3 separate regions of the Sus scrofa genome follow, and regions 1 and 2 are each linked to region 3. The links are chromatin contacts, called in public Hi-C maps. All regions are on one chromosome and are shown on one strand. Each heading gives the region's core, a stretch centred on a gene start, on an enhancer-like site or on the middle of the called end of the contact. The rest is flanking DNA. Distances are from core to core; before and after follow the strand shown. Region 1 has its middle 360 kb from the start of MPDZ. Region 2 has its middle 380 kb from the start of MPDZ. Region 3 has its middle 330 kb from the start of NFIB.

Region 1 (4,600 bases), core at 2,064-4,563, 310 kb after region 3:
CAAGAAAGGCGTAGACATGGAAGAACTCAACAACATCTCTACCCATGAAAAGAAATTGACATTTATAGAACATGTAACTCCAAAATAGAAAAATATACATTCCTTTCAAGTTCTTATGGAACACAGATCAAAATAAATCATATGCAGGGATATTAAAAAAAGGAACAATTTTTTAAAAATTATATAGTATGTGTTTTCTACATGGAATGTACAATGAAATTATTAGAATCAATAGAATCAAACTAAAAGCTGATACTAAAAGGAAAACAGAAAATCTCCAAACAATTAGAAGTGAAATAACACACCTCTAATTAATCAATAGGTCTAAGAGGAGTCTCAAGGAAAATTTTAAAAGATACACTTAACTGAATGAAAATTAAAATACAGAATATAAAAATTTGTGAGACACTGCTAAAGCACTGCTGAGAAGGGAATTTATAACAATGAACACATACATTAGAAAAAAAGGAAACTCTCAAATGAACAATCTAAGCTTTCATATGAAGAACCTAAATATAGAAGGAAGAAAAGTAAAACAAAATAACACCGAAGCAAGCAGAAGAATAATAGAAGAGCAGAAATCCATGAAAGTGAAAACAGAATAAAGAATACCTACCTCATTATCATGTCTATTGATGCAAGAAAATAATTTGACAAAATTCATTATCCATTCACGATTAAAAAAAGAAAAGACTCTGAGGAACTGACTCAACTTGATAAGGCACATCGCCAAAAATCCTTCAGCTAACTTTATACTTAGTAATGAAAGACTGAATGCTTTCCCTAAAAGGCCAAGAACTAGGCAAAGGTGTCTGTTCTTAATATTCCAATTCAACAAAACATATTGAAAACATACATATTAAAAAATACAAAATTCTTAAGAAAGAATTCAAAGATCTAAATAAATGAAAAGACATAGCATGTTCATGAATTGTGGGACTCAATGTAGTAGGGATATAAATTCTCCCCAAATTGATACATAGGTTTAATTCACCCAGTATGTCTAAAGTTGGAGACTAGTAAGCTGCTTAGGCATCAACTCTTAGGGGACAATATTTTGTTAAGATCATTTTAGTTTTGAGTATGGAGCTCTGCTGTGCAAGACCAGAACTTTTAATTCTAGGGTATTATAGAGTAAATAGTAAAGTACTATTTTGTTTTACAATGGACAAAGAGTGGGAAAGGATTTGGGGGCTACTCTACAAATCACATGGACATTAACAATCAAGATGGTGTGTTGGCAAGAAATCTGATCTGCAATCTGATTTTGTTTGGCTAGCAATATTGCTGTTGTTATTAATGAGATTTAGAGTGCCTTCCGTGGAGACCTGCACTCTCCTATTCACCACTGTCCCCATAACTTCTATTGTATGACACTTGGCCCTGCCTCCTTTACTTACATAACCTGTCTGTTTTCCTGTACAGGCTAGGACTTGTAACTCTTGACTTATAATATTGTTGCAACAAAAACAAATCAATTCCAAGTTCAAATAAATGACCTTACAAACAAACTTTTACAACCATAAGTTGATTAGACAGGGATTTTTAAGACATGCCAATAAAACACACAGGAAACTGGATATTGAGGTCCAGGAGAGAGGGTTTCAAGATTTAGTACTAGCTAGGTATGGCTTCTCCTTCCAAAGGTACTTAAAAGCTAAAATAGGTTTAATGAGTTTTTTTTTTTTTTTTAAGAAGCCGTATAAGTATTCTGAACAAGAAAGAATATAAGGTAGTTAAAAGTAATTTTTCCATGTAAAATTTGATCATTTATCTGCATTCTGCAACACTGTATGCCACACCAGTGACCAGAAAATCACCTTCATCAGGCTCAGTGTTTTTCATTTCAAACTGATCCTTCCTTGGCAGATTCTTATTCTTTAACTCCTTTTTTGAAATACTTCATATGGACAGCTGTCCCTCTACAGTTAGAACAACTGCTCTGTAGTCTGGTAGATGCTCAGGTGGATAATGTTATACTTTGTTTCCATTAATTCAAATGAAAGATCACTTTTGTTCTTTAGTTCCATTTGGGAGAGCATCCCATATTCTAATAGATGCTTGGGACGCAAAATGGCCATATCAGCGGCATGTTTACAAACTGTCTCTGAACCCATGATGTTTGCATTTGGTATGTATCTTCGGTTTTAGCCCATGAATTTTATTTCATTTGAGATATTGTATGTGACATTCCTTTGCTCACAGTATTTGTTTCAGCAGGGTAAAGAGGAATTGTGAGAAAAGCAAGACATTTGCACTTATGTGGACACTCATAACAAAAATTTCCTGCTTTAGGCCCTTGTGTGAGTTATATATCATCACTGGTTTTTCTACTTTCTCAAATATAAAAAGGATATACTAATGCTTTCTTCAGCAGTCTATTACAAAAATTAAACAGATAATGCACTTAAGAGTGCTGAGATATAAAGGTGTGCAATGCAGTTTTTCTACTTTCAGAGTGAATCATCTTCCAGCTCTATCCCCAAATTAGGGGGTGGGGAGGATGCTGGTGAGAGACTTACTGGTATTTCCTTAGTACTAATTAAGGGACAAATGTTTAAATATAAACCTCTCACGCAGGTAATTATTTCCTATAATATTTATGATATAATTGAGTACTATATTGTATACCATAAATTATGGCTTAAAAATGACTTTGTCTGCGTTCCAAATTACAATTTATGTTTCTATGGGAAAATGTATTCCAGATTTTAAATAATCAACTCAAAAAAAAAAAAAAGAAATTTTGTATCATAGCCTACTCATAAATCAAAACTGGTAAGAGTATCTAACTTTTACCTTTTTATATCCTAAGATTTTAAATTTCTGCAGAAAAGGTCCTATCAGTGACTAATAAGATGTTTTGTTCATAGTAGGTAACCAGTAAATCTTTTTTGGTTTACTTTGATTTTTACAACTAAGGATGAAAGGAGATCAACAGGGGCAGGCAGATTGAATATAAACGTGGCCCCAATTTGTCTTCTCTCTATATCTACACCTCATTACAATGTGAATTTGCAACTCCTCCTTCAAGAACTAGATTCTGTCCTTCTCCGTGAGATCTGGTCTGGCCTTATTCCAGAATGTGGCTAAGGTACAATATGCCAGTTATAAGTCTCAACTAGAAGAGGCCCTTCCTGCTTCCATACTTTCTTGGAACTCTGCCACAGTCATTTAAATAAACTAGACTAGCCTGCTGGAGAGTGAGAAATGATGTAAGGAGAGTACAACTGTCCCAGCTAAGGTCAGCCCAGACCAGTTTACAACCAGCTGACCTCCAAATATGTGAAAGAGCCCAGCCTAGAGCTGCCGGCTTAATCTCCAGTCGACCACAGATCCAAGGGTAAACCCAGCCAAGACCAGAATAGCTACTCTGCTGACCTGTAGACTCATGAGCAGTCATACATGCTTGTTGTTTGAAGTCACTGAGTTTGAGGTTTGCTTGTAGCACAGCAATAAATAATTCATATGTCAGCTAGGTTAGGTTCTGGGCAATGTATGGAGGCTAGTTTGGAAGTATTGTGGGTATATCATGGTGGTCACAAAAATGTGACTTTAGCATTTCAAAAAGAAATTTTTTTAGCTCACTAGATTATTCAATTTTAGAAAAGCAAGCTACAAGAAAACTGTAGGCATTAGTCTGGGGGATAAAAATGAATACATATATTTTCAAGTACCTTTTAAAATCTTGGTGACCTCTAAAAATACCAATTACCTATTAGAAGGCCAAAAAGCTGTGTGCCATGCATCTAAATCTCAGACATTCCAAAAAAAAAAAAAAATTCCTCCTGCTTTACGGGCAATAAGTATCCCAGAGGCTATTCTGGAAGAGGCTATTCTTGGGGAAAGCATCTTTTAAAAACTAGGAAGTCAGCCTGCCCAAGAGAAGCAATAACAGAGCCCAGGAAATATGGGCAGTCAGATGCTAACTCAGAAGTAAATAGATCCCCTATACAGACACACACACACACACAGAGACACACAGACACACACACACACATACACACACACACACACACACAGCTCTCTGCAAGCAATGGCAAAGCCCACAATATGCAGTTCTTTAAATAAATTGAAGGGAGGAAGCCAGCCAAAAACAGCGAGATGGATATAGTGCAAAAGGTCCATAGAAAAAATGAGAAAGGAGATAACAGAGACTCAATTAATTTTTGGCTGAAATCATTCCTGAGGAAGACCTTAGGGAGTTTCCCACTCTGAAATTGTCTTTTGACAGAACCAGGTCAGAGGTAAGAGAACAAATAATACTAAAAGCACGAGGTGTGCAAAAATGAACTAGCAGACTGTGGGTAATTCATTTGTACATTCTCATCCTGGCGTCCAATCTGGTATTTTGAAGAAACTACAGGATGAGAGGACATGTTCACAACCAAAATGTGCAGAGGACTCTCCTCAAAGGACACTTGATTTTTTATCTGGGCATTGGCAGAACCTATGTAAAAGAGTGGGATTGTGTGCTGGTTATGCAAAATATGATTGAATTTTTTTTCAAGCTGCTATAGAAGGTTAGTATAGAAAGTGCAGTTTCTTTCTCCCAGATTTCAAAGGAGGGGAACCAAGTTTTATGCTGTGAATTCTGAGT
Region 2 (4,425 bases), core at 1,381-3,880, 280 kb after region 3:
TTCAACATATGATGACATCCACATGCAAAAAAAAATGAACCTAGTCACATTCATTGTCCTTCACAAAAATTTATTCAAAGTGGATCATAAACCTAAATGTAAAATGCAAAACTATAAAACTCCTGTAAGTTAATACTGGAGAAAATCTGGATGACCAAATGCATGATCCATGAAACAAAAAAATGAGTGTTAGACGTCAACAAAATTAAAAATTTCTGCTTAGCTTCACTGTCAAGAGAATGAGAATACAAGTCTTAGGCTGAGAGAAAATATTTGCAAAAGATACATCTGATAAAGGATTGTTATTCAAAATATATGAAGAACTCTTAAAATTCAAGAGTAAGAAAACAACAATTCAGTTAAAAAATAGGCAAAAGATTCCAAGGAGGTTACATTCTGGCAAAGATAAAATTATAAAGACAATAAAAATTTCAGTGATTGTCAGAGGTTGGGTGTAGGGTGGGGGAATGAATAGGTGGTACACAGAGGATTTTTTGGGAAGTGAACATACTTTGTATGAATCTATATGATGGATACATGTCATTATACATTTTCCAAGCTCATAGCATATACAATACCAAGAGAGAACCACATTGTGAACTATACACTTTGGATGATTATGATGTGTCAATGTAGTCTTATCAATTGTAACAAGTGTACCACCGGTAGAGGCCCTTGATAATGGGAAAAACTAAGCCTGTGTATGATCATAGAGTATATGGAAAATCTCTGTAACTTTCAATTTTCTGTGAACATAAAACCATTCTAAGAATAATCTTCTAAAAATGGGCAAAAGACGTGAACAAACACTTCTCCAAAGAACATATACAGATGGCAAGAAGGATATGAAAAGATGCTCAACCTTCTATGTAACTTGGGAATTGCAAATAATGAAATATTATTAAACACTTATTAGAATGGCCAAATTCCAGAACACTGACAACACCAAATGCTGATAAGAATATAGAATAACAGGAATGCTCGTTTGTTGCCAGTGAAAATGCAGAGTGGTACAGTCACTTAGCTGTTTCTTACCAAACTAAACGTATTTTTAGTACATAATCCGGTAATCACACTTCTGATTATTGACCCAAATGGACCCAAACATTTGTCCACACAAAATCCTGCACACAGTGTTTATCAGAGCTTTATTCATAATTGACAAAACTTTTAAGCAACCAGGATGTCATTTGGTGTGTTAGTGGATAATTCTAGTACATCCAGATAGCGGAAAGTTATTCAGCCCTAAATAGAAATGAGCTACCAAGCCATGAAAAAACATAGAAGAATCTTAAAATACATATTACTAAGTTAAAGACACCAATTTCAAAAGGATACATACTATATAATTCTAAGTGTATGTTAGTCTGGAAAAGGCAAAACTATGGAGAGAGTAAAAAGATGAGCGACTGACGAGTTAGGGCAAAGGGATGCATGAATAGGCCGATCTCAGAGGATTTTCAAGGCAGTGAGACTATTTTGGATGACACTACAATGATGGATACAAGTCATAAATTTGTTCAAATCCACAGAATGTACAACACCAAGCGTGAACCCTAGTGAAAACTGGACTCTGTGTAATAATGACATGTCAATGCAACTTTGTCAGTCATAACAAATGTACCACCATGTTGCGGAATTTCCATTGTGAGTGTGTGGGGACAGTGGGGATATAGGAGTTTTCTGTACTTCCTACTCAATTTTGCTGTGAACCTAGAAGAGCTCTAAACAATAAAATGTAGTAATTAAATACATTAGTAATTTATACTTAGTCTATTTTGAATGTGTTAACAAATATTAATAATAGTCTTTGGTACCTGTAGCAAATTATAACTAGTCTAATTTATATAGTATGTATGTATGTGTATATATATAAATTATCTATTGAATATATTTATCATATAATCACTGTATTACTGAAACATCAAAATATTATATATAACTATTATATTTTATAAATATTGAATATATGTAATATATGTTACAAAATTATAGTATATATATACATATGAATATATTTTATATACATATACCTATGAAAAGATCATTATATACATATATATACACACACACATAAATAAGCTAATTATATTCATGTAACTATTCTAACACTTAAATTCAGGCTTTCAAACTTCTAATTAAATGATAATAATTATATTATAAAGGGAGGTAAATTGGCAAAGCATGTTTTCTTCTTGCCAGTACTACCCTAGAAGCCTTTAAGGTAGGATCATTTTCCATTTCTATTTTTAAGTGAGTAAACAAAGTCATGGGAAGGTGAGTAACTATCTCAGAGCTATCCAGAGTTTCCTAAGTACAGCTAAGTTTAGACCTAGCCATCTGTGAGCTTGAGAACTGTTTTAGCCCAACCGGGTAGCTCTGTAACTCTGAGTCCCTCAGACTCTGAGCTACCCCTTATTCATCTTTCAGATGCAAGTGTTGCCTTATGAAATCTCTGGTTTTCTTTCCAGTCCTCATATCTGTGTGGTTAGTAGGATGGAAAAGAGACAATGCTTACATCTAAGAGAAAGGGATCTTTTTCATCATTTGCTTTACACAGGATGTAAAGTTCAGAGGGAGAACTGCCCTAGAGGTACCTTTATCAGCAAAGTTCCCAGCTCCTTCATCCCCACCAGCCCTGACACTCACATAGACAGAGCAGCCCATTAATCAGAGGATGATGTGGGAACACTATCACACTGAGGCTGTCATTTGAAGAATCTCCTCCTGTCAACAAAGATCCACTGAAGATGTTACCACAACAGAAAATCTTCCATCCAACAAGAGATTTTCTAAAACCTCTTCTTTCCAGCAAAGCTTTCCATAGGTTAAAATCTTTTCAATTTGTTTGTACAAGGCTTTAGCGTTAAAAAGTCATTATGTTCTGAATAATCTCTAATCAGTTCTCAACGTCAACCTGTAAGACGGGCAGGAAAGGAACTTTAATTCCCATTTTACAGTTGGACACTGAAACACTGAAGAAAAGGAAGCATTTGTCCAAGGTCACTGTAATAATAGTGACACAGTTGGAATTAGAGTTCAAACTTTTTCACTCTCAGTCAAGTGCTCTTTCATCACCAGAAGTGTTTGACCTACAGACTTTTTTTTTTTTTTTTTTTTTTTTGTCTTTTTGCTATTTCTTTGGGCCGCTCCCACGGCATATGGAGGTTCCCAGGCTAGGGGTTGAATCGGAGCTGTAGCCACCGGCCTACGCCAGAGCCACAGCAACGCGGGATCCGAGCCGCATCTGCGACCTACACCACAGCTCAGGGCAACGCCGGATCGTTAACCCACTGAGCAAGGGCAGGGACCGCACCCGCAACCTCATGGTTCCTAGTCGGATTCATTAACCACTGCACCACAACGGGAACTCCTGACCTACAGACTTTTAATGGATGGAAACCTAGAGAAACCAAGCCACACTATGGCCATCACTGTCTTTCAAAGTTACCAGTGAGAGAGCTGGGGCCCTGGAAAGACTAGGAATGGATGTCATTTCCAGCCTGAGACGATGGGTCTCAACTTTTCAGAAGCCTCCTAGGCCAGCAGGTGGAGCCTCTTGCCACGCTCGTTTCCAAAGATAGAATGTTTGTTGTTGTTCTTTTTCTTTCTTTAAAAACCAAACCAACCAAATAATATATACATTACTAGTCAACCAGCTCAGGGCAGAACAAGGTTCTAAAGTCCTTGCATTTGTTTTAACTTTCTTCAGGTGCTGAGCGGGAGGTTCATGATCACTGACCTGGAGGTTCAAGTACACACAGAGACACAAAGGAATTTCAGAAAGGAATCTGAGGTTTTGTGCAAGGCGGAGAACAGTGAATATGCTCAGTGAGGCATACTAGCTTTGCAAACACAGAAAGGAATGGAGGAGCAGCACATGGGGTGGTATGTGCCTCCAAACTGCTGTCAGCAGGCACTGGATCCAGAAACAGCAGGAGACAGGCTTCCTCTTTAAAGAAAAGACAGTTGGAATCCCTGAGTGTTTGCCTGGTAAATAGCCGCCTGAGCCATATGAGGGTGTAATGCCCCCTTTATGCAGGTCTATAGAACATCCTTCCTTTCCAGTGGGGAGGCCAGGGGCACAGCCCTGCTCTTGATTTGCAGCATAAACATTCCTTCTCTATATGCATTAAGTGCCATGAGTCAGTCATCTTTTCCACTCCCTTCTAAAATATTTTGTTTTCCATCTCTCCCTTCTTTTCCATGTTGCTTTGAGAAAGATCTAAAACTTCCACCCTGCTTTCATTAGCTGCTTTGCGTTGCTGTCTCAACCCACAATCTAAATTTAAACCATGGCCCCAGAGAAGGAACTAACTGGTGGTTATGGGCATGCCCTCATTGTTGCCTTAGAGACAATTACCTTTAGTCAATCCTTTAAACTTTTCTATAGGTAAAGTCAGGATGCGGCTATGTTTCATCACA
Region 3 (4,938 bases), core at 305-2,804:
TGCCATGGGCTCATTCAAAAAGAAAAAAAAAATAATTTGCTTCTGAAAAGTGTGGAGCCTCATTGGGCAGGGATCAGATAGTGAATAATTTGCCAGAGGGAATTTTATCTTTAGGTAAGCCAAACAACTATGTTACTCATCAGGTTGAAATTCTGTTTTGTCATGGTATCTTTAATAAAATGGATGTGATCTCTTACTTGAACGTAAGAAGAATCAACATAGCAGTTTCCTCCTTCCTACTTACCAAAACACGGGTGCAGGGCCTATGGGTGAGATGTAGTGATAAAGTGTAAATAAAGTAGAATGTCTTCATCTCCTAAGAGTTGGAGATGGGCTAGTGTGGAAGAAAAAGCACTGATCTTTGGGGTCTAATCAGGAGAACTGGGCTTGACCTTGACTTGGCTTTGCCTCTAGATGGATGACTTTTCCCACACCACTTGAGTTCTCTAGCACTTATCTCTAAATTAGGTGGTTTGACAAAAGAAGCTAGAAATTCTTCTTCAGCCTAAAAATAGAAATATTGCACTTTAAATAGGCCTTAAACCTGAGGTGTGAAACCAGCTAGCAAGGGAGCTCCAGAAGTGTTTGCGGAATTGAATTAAATTTTCAATTTTAATTTGAACAAAGTCTATGAATTCCGGACCCTCAGCCCACATGGAAAGCCCACCAGCTAACATCATAGCAGCAGCAACCACAACACAGCCTAGTGAATTGTCTGTGGTCTCTCATGAACTGTCTGAGGAGATATTTTATTTTGATCCATCTATTCCAGATTCTGATTCCATTGAATGATGAGTGAAGGGGAGATTCCAAGAGAAAAGCCCCCAGACAGCTAATGGTCACAGGGCATCTTGTATCACAAAGGTTTATAGAGAAAGAGTTCACAGTGGAACACCTAATGTGCTCTTTCCCAGTGATAATTCTGATGTCTTTGGGAAGGGAATTGTGAGAGGTTGGCATCCAGATCACTCTGGGTTGGCATTGAGTTTGGGCAGCAGAACACACTCTCAGTTCTGTGCAGCTGCCTTGGGAGTGACAGACACATTCCCGCTGTTCTGGACCTGGTTCAGAGAGGAAGGAAAGCGGTTAGAGTCAGTGATGGTGGTGGCTCAAGGAGCCAAGGAGGACAGAGGTGAGGGATTTGGGCCAAATGCAGTGCACTAAGCTGGAAATTCACTAGAACCTTGGGACTCACAGTGACTTAAAGAATCATGTGACCTCCCCTGACCACTTGCAAGAGCCATAGTCTGATTTCTGCATCTTAAAAAAAATAAAATAGCACCTACTAGAGGTTCAGTCTTAAGTGAATTTAATCATTTCTAGCTGTCAGCTGAAGGGCAAGAATTCTGGATTCGCAATTAGAATCAATGGATAGCAAGGTGTGTGTGCAAACCAGCAATGCTTTGATGGCAAATCCTTCCTTTTCAGATCTTTCTGAAAGACTGATTTACTTATAAATTCGAATTTCCTCTGGATTAGTGATCACTGCAGCAATTCAAATGCTAGTGGGGCAGGGGTGGGGTGTGTGTGGGTAGAATCAGTATCATGTTTTCCTTGAAAATGGGTGACGTCGGACACCTGGGCCTCTGTTCATCCTCGGACGCTGTACCAGAGCAAGCTGGACACAATGCCGTCCTCGTTCTGAATCAGAATCCATCTGTACTCTCCAGTGGGGCAGACAAAAGCGGATTGTTAGCACTTCAAGGCTCTTTGACAGAGTCATACCGCTTGACTCTTTATTAATTGCCCCATCTGCTACGTGAGCACTCTCTGACACACGTTGGTGCAGAACCCTTAAAGCCCTTCGTCTGCTTCCTATTGGTTCCACATGTGTTTGTATTTGTTCTCAGTAGGCAGAGATTCCAGAGAGAAAATGAACCGCTGCAGATCGATTGCAGTATCAGTCATGCAGAAGACATGGTGCAGTGTGCCATTTGATTTTGATCTGCTTTTAACCCTTGCCAGGCAGTTGCCCTGGCTTCTTGGTTTGGTTGGCTTCAGTTTTCTGTTTCAAGTTTCAGATGCTCAAAGTAAGAGAAAAGGCAGTGTGAGGCTGAATTTTAGGAAAGACAGCATTTCCCCTTTAAGTCATCGGGTCCTCAAAACGTTCCCTCTCTGCCTGGGATAGAGCTATAGAAAAGGCAAAGAGCATTAATTGTGTGTGTGTGAGAGTGTGTATTATTGCTGCCCAAAAAAGATATGCGTTGTTTATATAGCCAGTGATAACTCTCAACAAAAGTACACTGGCAGCACTGGCAGGTTCTGGGCTCATGATGATAAAAGACAGACCAACCCGACTTGATGGTTTACTTAGGCGACCATTCTCCTCTGTGTGATTTGTCTTTGTCCCTTCCTTTCTTATTTTGTTTTAAAGAGATCCAATGAGATTGAGTTAAGGATATGGTGTCTATTTCAGCCTCAGCTTCGCAATTTCCACATTTAGCCTGGATTGAGTTACAGGCATCACGATGCTGGGATATTTTTCTATGTTCGACTTGGAGGTAGAAGAGAGAAACAGGAAGGGTGTGGTTCTCCTTTCAAAGTTCCTTTATCCCGGGGTCTGGAGGCTGCATGGATGTGCGTATGTTTATATATACAAGGGAGGGGTGCGTGTGAAGGAGAGGGGAAAGGAAAAAAAGTACTGCACAGCAAACAAAGCTTTTGCCCCTTAATCATGCTTCTTATCATCTCATTAAAGATATTTGAGCTCTCTGCTATTTATTGAAACTTCAGGAACACAGAGGTGGAGACCCTGAGGGAGGGCTGAACCCTTGTCTCACTCCACAGTGGGAACCTAAGGTTTAGGGGAGCCTTAGTACAGCTTTTTTTTTGACCCCTGAAATCTCATTTTCTGTCCTGTTCCCCTCGTTAAGATTTTGAGCCCTGCTATGCTGATTAAAACAGGGACTGTCCCTCACCTGTCCTGTCTTCCCAAGAAGGGAAAACTGTATCTTTGGGACTCTTGCTGTTGGAGACAATAGAAAACATAGTCAAAACTGGCTTACATTAAAAAGGTACTTTATAAATTCATATAACTTGGGGGGTAGGGCTGGCTTTGCTCATGACTGACCTGGGAGACCCAAAAGTCCTCAGCAGCTGGTCCATTTCCACCTTTGACCCATTTTTGCTTTTCCAAAGTCTAATTTCCTTCTCAGACCTCCATATATTGTTATGACGGCTGCATGATAGGGCCTTCCAGTTTCATGTCCAGGTGGTGGAAAGAGAACCTGTCTTTCTTCTAGGAGCCTCAGAAAATGTCTTATGGGATCTGGCTTAGATTAATCCACATGCACAACTGGAAAGCAACCTTGTGGCTAGGGGAATGCAGTTCTCTGGCCAAGGCTGAAGCTCTCATGTCTGGGAGCTGGAGTAGAAGTCAGCCTGAAGTTCATTTGGGAGAAGGTTGTTTCTAAGAGAAAAATCTGGGCATTGTTATCAAAAGGAAGAAGGAGCGGAGGCTGCCTCTTCAAACAGTCTGAAAATTATCTGTTGCAAGAGTCTTAGAAATTTATAGGACAAAGGTAATTTGGTCAATCAACTTCATTATGAATGTATGTGATATGTTTCTCTCTCCCATATGTGTGTGTATATGTGTGTGGACACTGGTCAAAGACATTGATTTTGAAATCAATTGTCCTGGGCTCAAATCTTCATTCTAGCAGTAACTAATTCATGGACTTTTGGACAAGTTACTTAAAATTTGAGGTTTGCTTTATATTTATGCTATAGAAATTGGTGGCTGGATTAACTCAGCATAATCTTTTTTTTTTTTTTTTTTTTTTGTCTTTTTGTCTTTTTGTCTTTTCTAGGGCTGCTCCCATGGCATATGGAGGTTCCCAGGCTAGGGGTCTAATCAGAGCTGTAGCCGCCAACCTATGCCAGAGCCACAGCAATGCCAGATCTGAGCCACATCTGCAGCCTACGCCACAACTCATGGCAATGCCAGATCCTTAACCCACTGAGTAAGGCCAGGGATTGAACTTACAACCTCATTGTTCCTAGTCAGATTCGTTAACCACTGAGCCACGACAGGAACTCCTAACCCAGCATAATTTCTAAAGAAATAAGTACTTTGTTAAGAAACTTACTTGTCTATTCTTTCTTATTTCTGCCACAAGTAAAAATATTTCATGTTAATTTAATAACTTCTTTAAAGCATTTGATGTCCTCTTAGCTAGTATCCTGAGAGGTGTCCAAAATTCCACTTTTAGAAGTTACCTCCTGTGTTTCAGAAGAAATTCCTTTACCTTCCCATATATCTCTTTTCCATAGTCAAAGAACCTTCTTGCAAGAATGTTTTGCATAAGTGTACCCAGAATGACTGTGTATATATGAAGAATGAGATGATTTATCTTTTCAGTGAAAACATCTTTTGCAGCATGAAGCTTACACCCTGCCACAGGAATCTATTAGTCCACAAAACTTTCACCTTCCCACAAATGTTTCAACAGCTGGGACACAAAGTCCCACTCAGAGACAAATGTGTGCACCACATTTACAGTATGAAATTCAATCTTCAAGCATCACTTGATTAGAATGAACATTATGGAGCATTGTAATTCTTTTTATTTAAATGGCAGCCAATAAATTTCTACCCAAATCCATCCCCCATCCTCAAAGCATATTCAAAAATGTTTACATTAATGCCATCTTAACCATCCAACATCTCAATATTTACCAAACCCTTTAGGTGCCCAAAGCAAGCATGCCCCAGTATTTTTACACATGCACTCACACACGGGAAGTCGCACACACACTTGTGGCAATTAGGAACACATTTATGATTCTATTCTTGAAAAAGTGCTTCTGGTGACATCTGTCTACCTCAAGTGCCATCTTCCCTAGCGTTCTTCTCTGTTCAGCCATTAACACGGTGCTTGTCACATAGTAGGAACTTGCAATGTGAACCATTTTAAAATGCCTATAGTTATTATATGA

Evidence for each region. Hi-C and Micro-C count contacts between places; a contact is called where the count stands out from the background.
Region 1: a contact with region 3 is called in a Hi-C map of skeletal muscle, with 7 times the contacts expected there. The contact joins two enhancer-like sites. A contact is called at or near these places in 2 of 47 Hi-C or Micro-C datasets (both in skeletal muscle) and 1 of 2 datasets of contacts at active chromatin or transcription factors (skeletal muscle).
Region 2: a contact with region 3 is called in a Hi-C map of skeletal muscle, with 5 times the contacts expected there. The contact joins two enhancer-like sites. A contact is called at or near these places in 1 of 47 Hi-C or Micro-C datasets (skeletal muscle) and 1 of 2 datasets of contacts at active chromatin or transcription factors (skeletal muscle).

What each region holds. Positions count from the first base shown.
Region 1 is chr1:208,822,003-208,826,602 of Sscrofa11.1, forward strand. No RefSeq gene overlaps it. Among named protein-coding and RNA genes, the nearest start is that of MPDZ, 360 kb to the right of the region's middle. Within about 2 kb of position 3,314, at least 16 of the 83 cell types and tissues checked have an H3K27ac peak or open chromatin away from gene starts, as enhancers often do. A contact at or near this core is called in skeletal muscle, where this site is marked.
Region 2 is chr1:208,794,546-208,798,970 of Sscrofa11.1, forward strand. No RefSeq gene overlaps it. Among named protein-coding and RNA genes, the nearest start is that of MPDZ, 380 kb to the right of the region's middle. Within about 2 kb of position 2,631, at least 6 of the 83 cell types and tissues checked have an H3K27ac peak or open chromatin away from gene starts, as enhancers often do. A contact at or near this core is called in skeletal muscle, where this site is marked.
Region 3 is chr1:208,514,192-208,519,129 of Sscrofa11.1, forward strand. No RefSeq gene overlaps it. Among named protein-coding and RNA genes, the nearest start is that of NFIB, 330 kb to the left of the region's middle. Within about 2 kb of position 1,555, at least 10 of the 83 cell types and tissues checked have an H3K27ac peak or open chromatin away from gene starts, as enhancers often do. A contact at or near this core is called in skeletal muscle, where this site is marked.